Regions from separate parts of the Rattus norvegicus genome. Here region 2 is linked to region 1. A link is a contact called in public Hi-C data. All regions are on one chromosome and are shown on one strand. The core of a region is the stretch at or near the end of the contact, and the rest is flanking DNA. Distances in the headings are between cores, read along the strand shown. Region 1 holds the start of Tpd52l1 (TPD52 like 1). Region 2 holds the start of Hddc2 (HD domain containing 2).

What was found. A called contact is a pair of places that touch in the nucleus more often than the background predicts.
Region 2: a Hi-C map of mammary epithelial cells shows a contact between it and region 1, with 2.0 times the contacts expected there. The contact joins the promoter of Hddc2 here to the promoter of Tpd52l1 in region 1. A contact is called at or near these places in 2 of 12 Hi-C or Micro-C datasets (frontal cortex and mammary epithelial cells).

Annotation. Positions count from the first base shown.
Region 1 is chr1:27,989,219-27,992,894 of GRCr8, forward strand. Tpd52l1 (TPD52 like 1) reads left to right here and starts at 2,017. Exons shown (of 8, transcript NM_001044295.1): 1 at 2,017-2,138. The coding sequence starts at 2,120.
Region 2 is chr1:28,130,863-28,134,538 of GRCr8, forward strand. Hddc2 (HD domain containing 2) reads right to left here and starts at 2,115. Exons shown (of 6, transcript NM_001108460.1): 1 at 2,009-2,115; 2 at 850-971. The coding sequence starts at 2,077.

The sequences.
Region 1 (3,676 bases), core at 767-3,266:
TGCTGAAATGTAAGCAAGCAACCTCAAGCTTCCCCCGACACAGCCATATACACATCCACTGGCGTCCTGTCTCTGCCATCATCTACCATGTCTCCTCATACCTTGAGACAGAAATGGGGCTCTTCTCCCCTAAGTGGCTTCATGTCTGATATCTGTCTGCAGTGACAATAAAAAGTAACAAATACGGGGGGTCACACAACTATTTGGCTGCTTAGACATCCTTCAAGATTCAGATGAAGTAAAACAAATTTCCTCACCAGGGTCTGACTTGAGATGTCTGTAGTGGTGGTGAACTCAGGCATTTGGGCCTTGCCTTGCACAGCTCTCAGTACCTTCACTCGATTCATGAAGGATCTGTTTATCCTTCCTTTTCAATAGATCATGAACCCCTTGAAAGGGAAGGGAGAATTGTGCCCTTCATTTATAGTCTTGGAATCTAGCCAAATCCCTAGGGCAAAGAACGAATGTCCAAGTCTTATGATCATTAAAAAAATGACCAAAATGTTAAAAGGGCAGAAGCTTAAAGTTTTAGCAATTGGAAACAAGCCAGACGAAAGTAGGTGGCTAGAGATGAAAAGTCAGGCACAACGTTAGCTCATTTTAACTGTTGGGAGTCAACTGTTGTGACCCGATGTGTAATTTCTAGGATTAAGAAGACCAGAAAAACTGAATAGGCTCTAAAAGTGATTTATTCATCCATTTGCCACTTTGAACCTTCCTAGTTACTTTCACTAAAAGTCATTATAGGGTAAATGTCATGAAAATGATTACATACCTATGAGATCTTCAGCACAAAACTGAGAAAAACAGACAAAACCAACCAACCAAAAACCACCTGTTTGTGTACATGCCCCAAAACCACCAGCATTCTTTCTCTCAAGGGAAAGGACACCATTCATATTTCTAGCCTGTAACTTTGAGAGTAACTTGGATGTGGTGAAAATAGGACTTTTTGATTGATTATTCACTATCTTTCCTGAGCTGTAAATCTGGTTGAGGCTCTTTGGCTGAAATTACGGGAGATTTCATATAATAACCACCTTCAATCTCACCAGACTTTCTCATCTATTTTATAGAGAAAGAGAATGACACTCTTTCACCAAAAAAAAAAAAAAAATGCAAACTATGTAACACCAGGCGTAAGAAAATGCTAGACTGTGCTTTGTGGAGTTTGTGAGATGCTGAGGAAAAGGAAGTAGGTAGAAACTGGTGGAGGTGACATGTGAACGCCCATTCATACTACTGGTTTTCCAGTTACACTTCCAGACTAGCCTTGACACAGGACTGAAGTTTCAGTCTTCTCTAAAAAGGACTACTCCACCAACGCAGTGGCACAGCCTACAGGCTCTGGATAACAAGGCACATGATAACACCAAACACAGCTTTTCTTCTGTTATTTCTTCTGTTAAGTCTCAAAATACTGAGACTTAACCTACCCCCAAACCAACACTGCCTAGCCTCATTTCAGACTTTTGTTTGAGACTGAATCCATGCCCAACCCCCTAAGTACAGTAGAGAGTGATGAACTTTACAGAGGAAGTTTACACATTACATAACCTTAATAACTTATGTTTTGGTCTGAGTTACAGCTCTGTATACTCAATGTTAGATGAACCAATTACATTAAGTAAGAGTTCTTTAAACGGGCATATAAAATAAAGTTATGTAATGGGCAGTTGACAAAAATATGGTACTGGGGCGCCCAGGAACCTAACACTACCGTCTCCACCAGAACCAGTGGCTCAGCATTGTACCCCTACCCTCCCTATCTCCTTCCTGCCAAGGCATTTGTGTCTTATCTTGCAGGCTTCTGGTTGTCTGGGCATTTGCACCTTGGAGGGGAAGCCGCCCACTGGGTGCGCAGAGCGGCCAGTAGGTGGCGCCCAACCTGGCATTCTCCGCTGCGCTGGGTGGACCAGGTGGACTGGAAGGGGCGGAGGTAACCAGCAGCGGCCAGTGGTGGCCGCCCGCAGTCCCCCGCCTCCTCCACGCAACGCTCGCCCAGAAGAGGGCACGGGCGGCGTGGCTGGCAGTCTTCCGAGCTCGGGCACCGCTACCATCTGCTGCTCTGCGAGGAGTCCGTGGATTCCCCGCCGCGCTCAGCTCCACGCCGGCCACCATGGAGGCGCAGGCACAAGGTGGGTGGTCGCCGGTCGCCCCCGAGGTCTGGTCCTCAGAAGCCCAGAGAGACTCTCTTCCTTTACCTAACTTTACTCCCGGACAGACAGGGACATCCTACGCGGATGGAACTCGGAGCCGACGCGCGCCTTCGGGATCACGCTTGCATCCTTTGCCTAACTCAAATTTTGCGGTGGGGCTGGGGACCAGGGAAGGAATGGGGACCCAAAAACTGAGTAGCCGGTCCTCAGGGGATTGTGTCCTTGTCTGCACTGTGTTGTCCCTTCTAGCAGTCTGTGGGCCACACTTCCTCATCCTGGAAGGTGCTCAAAGGACCTGTTGTGTAGGCTCCGGATCCCTGCGCTGCTCTCCACCCACCGGGGGTGGGCGGTGGGGGCGGGGGAGCTGGTTCCTTGGGATTCGGGCCCTGGAGCTCACGTCCCGCTGTTCACAAGTTCGGCGCGGACGCGAGAGAGGTGGTAGTTTTGTGAAGATTCAGTGTCCCTGCTATACAGGGGCTGCAGCGGGGGGCGGGGGGGGGGGATGATTGGCCTTTCAATGGCAAAAGAGCTTCACAACTCCCCCCACTCCCACCCCCTGGCCCCCGCCTCCAGACTGATAACCCTGACCTGGTTTTTCATCCTTTCCTTAGAAAGGATGGGAGGTGGTCCTATGTGGGGCGAGAGACAGTGAGGACGAAAGCGCTCAGAAATCCACTTTGGAAGCGACACTCAGAAGGAATGGGTTGCATTAATGCCATCAGGACTACCTTTCTTCCCACTGAGGAATTCTGTGGTGCCTTTTAAAATAAATAAACTTTGTTTTTTATTTTAATGAAGCAAAGAGGTTCCGGACCTCATGCATTCTAGGGGCAAAAGCAGCTGGAATGAGGGCAGTTTTGGCAGTCTGTAGGTCTGGAGTCACTCAGTTGGTTTGCTGCCAGGATCACAATAGTCTGAACAACATGAACCATACTCTTCTTTGGTCAAAGAATCAGCCAAGGCCCTGCCCGGAAGCTGCAGCACACCCCCCCTCCCTAACACACACCCATTATCTGAAGAGGAAAGGAGAGTGCAACTAAAGGCAGTTCCAGACCCTGGAGTTGAGCTCGAACCCCAAATCCCAAAAGCATGAACAACGTCCAGCTGTGTGGGTAGTGTGGGAGTCAGTGGACGTAGGGTTACTGGGGAAGCATCAGGAAGGAGCGAGAAGGATTCTGCCTAAACCCTTCTAGAATAACAAGAGTCTTCATTGAGGCAGACCACATGATCAGATGTGGGCTGGGAGGAAGTCTGTGAAAGATGAGGAAACTACCCAGATGCTGATGCTGATCTGGGACTGAGGAGTGTGTGTGACTAAACTGATAGAGTTCTTTGAGAAAGCTTGCATGTAACAAAAGCTTACAGATGTGGCTGGGGGAAGGTCCCTGCTGACATTCAGCAAGTGGAGAGCCCTGGTTGCTGGTCAGACTCGTCCAGCAGATGCCTTTGTTTCTGAACGGAAGCAGACACTGACAGTACTGGAGCGTTCCCACCTGACTTTCAGACTAGAATGCATT
Region 2 (3,676 bases), core at 865-3,364, 140 kb after region 1:
CGCCTCCTAGGTTTCTCTGCCTTCAGTTTTTTTCTGGTTCAGTTCAAACCTCTGACCAAGTTCGTTCAGTTCTCCACCTGACCTCATTTTTGTCTTGGGGTTTTTGTTTGTTTGTTTGCCAAAAATCCCCTAAGTTCCACACTACCTTGCAGAGCAACAGGACTCACTGGGTACCCCAAGAACTTCGCTGTAGTCAACCTTACTTCCTTGTGTCCCCCAGAGTGCTCCAGTGCCTTCCCACCACCGGGGTTTTGGCTCTGCATGCTCTGGGTGCAGAGACTTTCACTACCTCTAAACCTGTGTCACCCAGTTCAGATGCCCTCTGACCCGTGAAGACCAACCAAGAACATGAGATCTTCCCTGCTACTAGAATAACTGGCTAGTTTCCTACCATAATTTATGTTGTGATTTTTATTGAAATGCACATCAGGCCTGTGCAATTCATTTGCTGTCTTCTATGTAAACGCTTGTCTTGTTTCTGAGAATTTAATAGAAACTTGCTGATTATCTAAAGAGATGCTACCTCTTTATAGCTGTGGCCTTAAAATGGCTATCACTACTCATCAAAGCTGCTAGTTCAAAGCAAAATAAATGCTAATGCAAAAATGGAATTCAGTACCTAGGAAGCGCAAGGCCCTGGGTTCGGTCCCCAGCTCCGAAAAAAAAGAACCAAAAAAAAAAAAAAAATGGAATTCACACATATTCACCCTTCAAGGCCCTAACTTTCCACTTGTTTCTCCTGAGACCAACGTATACTCTAACAACAGAAAATCTACTGTGTTTTACAACTGAGTAATCCTCACGCAGAGTCCAGAGATGTTCACAAGCATCAATGTTCAAATAACTTACCTATCCTTGTTAAGACGGTCATCTCTGGTCACCATAGCCATAACTGCCATCCGGTACATGTGATCTGACACGCTTTCCGGCTTCTCAACGTTTCTATATACCCAGCCAGTCCGTGGGACTCTCTAATAAATAAGATAAGGGGTTAAACAAACAAAAAACCATCACTGGAAACAACAAATCCAAAAGGTGCTCTTGAAGAAAATGCCAGAGAATGGCCACAGAGCCACATATCAGCCGAGTCATGATTTCAAACATATTTTTAAACAATGCTTTATTTAAACTAATCGTAGCGATCAAAATCCGAAATCAAACTAGTGAGTGGGCAAAATGCAATTCACGAGTATACGAAAGTCTAATAGTCTTTACTCCGTGCTACTGAAGTATAACTGTGGGACAAAAACACAAAAAGGTTTTAGACATAAAAGCAAAACTGGTGGTAAGCCTGGTGGTACATGCCTGGAATCTCAGAACTCAACAGGGGAAGACTCAAGTTCCAGGCTCCCAGCCTGTGTTGCCCATCTGGTCTCCATACTGTGTTGTAGTTAAGAAAAAATGCAAAGCAAAGCCCCTATATTTTTCCTAACTACGAGAGGAGTAGGGTTTTGCTGTCAAAAAAAATTTCATACAGTAATAGAATATTTTGTACATATAACATGTAACAGACTCCCCAGTTCTAACTCAGATGGCTTGGAGGAATTTCCACGGCAGTGAAGCCTTTTATTCAGATCATGATGTGATCATGTGAGTCTGCATTTTACCTGGGAGTTCTATGTTTCTAAAGGATTTCACAAACAGTAGTCACAGTGTCAGGGAACAGCTCGTCTTGGAACGTAGGGGGCTCTGCACAAGCTCTGCACAAGCTGGTGCACGCTGAAACCGAATTACTGAAACGGTCATTTCCGGAAGTCACGGCGACAGAGGAAGGTCTCCACTACTCATAAGCAGGGGCCACACTCCGGCCTTCCGCTGCAGCTCCGCAGCACCGCCCATGACCTGGGCTGTGGCGGCGCCCCGCAAAGAATCCTCGGCTGGGTTCCCGCCAGCTCCTTCCCGGCACATCCAGGCCGCACGAGGCGGGGCTGAGCGAGGGAGGTTGCGTGAGGTCGGAGCCTGAGCTGGACCCCGCCGCCTCCCGGCCCGGCCGAGCCCACTCGCTCACCTTGAGCTGCCCGACTAGACGCAGAAAACGCAACAGCCCGGCCTGGCAGTTGGATGTGGCCGAAGCCATGCTGGAGTGTAAAGAGCTGGTTGGTGACGTCCTCAGGCCCCTCCCCACTCTCCTTTAGCTCCTCCCCACTGTCTTTCGGTCCCTCCCCTCTCTTTGGCTCCTCCCCACAGCCCCACTTCCTTCTTTGGGGGACGACCTTCTCTGAATGGACTGCCCAATGCTCAGGCTTTGGGTGATCTCTGCTCAATTAACTACCATCAGCTTTCACATGGATCGCAGCTTGACGCTAAGGGCAGAAAGGCCTGAAGAGGACGAGGCTGGATAATGTCTGCAAACCTTATCTCTTAGAAGCCCAGTGTCTGATTGGCAGGAAGAGCTAGCTCTAAGGAGCGCCACTTAAAGGCCGAACATCCATAACCAGTTTAACAAAGGCACTTGGCCAAGCCTGTGAAGGGAAGAAATGAGAAGGGAGACTTTGGAGGAAGCAGGCAATGGGCTAGTAAAAGCAAGCCCATGCTGAAACCACAAGCATCCATTCTGCCCGAAACTCATCAGCGTTTTCCAGGACTTGTTTCCATTGACAGTTTAACGGTACAAGATTTTAAGGGCAGTTAATGAATATGGGCAAAACTCAAGGAGAATCAAGGATATGGATAAAATTCAAAAAGAAAGGGAAATAAAAAGGAATCCCATTTTATTTGTACCAAAGTAGGTTTATTTATATACAGGGCACTAAAAGCTGGTGGTTCTGATGAGCCATCGTCTGTTCTTGTTTCTTATTGCTTAATACACCTATCATGCCTTCCATTTGAGCCAGAATTCTGTACCAGGAACTATGGTAGAAAATGTATAGTCATCATAGCATAAGGTTGGTATAGAATGTTACTCAGTATAGAACTCAAGGCAGCATCCATGAGCAGTATCCGGGATTATTATAAGTCAGCTCTATAGCAGAAATTAAAAGTTGGCGGTGTAGTATAGCGAAGAAGCACTTGTATACATGAGGTCCCAAGTGATCTCCAGCACTTGGTAGGTGAGCTATTTATCACTTTGTGTTATCTGTAAAATAAAAGCACAAGTTTCAGGTGCCAGCACTGCCAGGCTGCCTTGCTGTGCTGAGTTCCCAGGTGTAGAGGGCCTATTCCTGTTTTTGTATATAATCCCTATCTGCTTTCTCCCTATAAGTCACACTGTTAGACACTCAAATCAGCGTGTTCGAATCAGAAGTTATCACTAAACATTCCTGTGAACATGGCTGTTTAGAGCATAAAACATTCTGAAAGTCATAACTAGGACTTTATGGAAGTAGAATATTTTCAATTAGCACCTTGCTTACCACCCTAGTTTGACAGCGTGAACTTGGGAGAATTAGGGGGCTCTTTATTCAGAGAATCAGGCAATTTGTACTCTGAGGGTTACGAATATTCACATGAGTATAGTATTTAATGACAACATCAAGCCATATGTGGCAAGAACATGTTTCCCCATAGAGGCATATGAATAATATCAGCTGAAGTAAACTCACTCCTATTCCTGGGAAGAGCACAAAACCTCATTCTAAGAACAGTTCTGGGCTTTGAAGAAGCTGCAATTGCAAGACTCTTTCCTTGTTTAATTGGAGTTTTCTCACAAGCACACGAATTCCCCTAGCTCAACTCC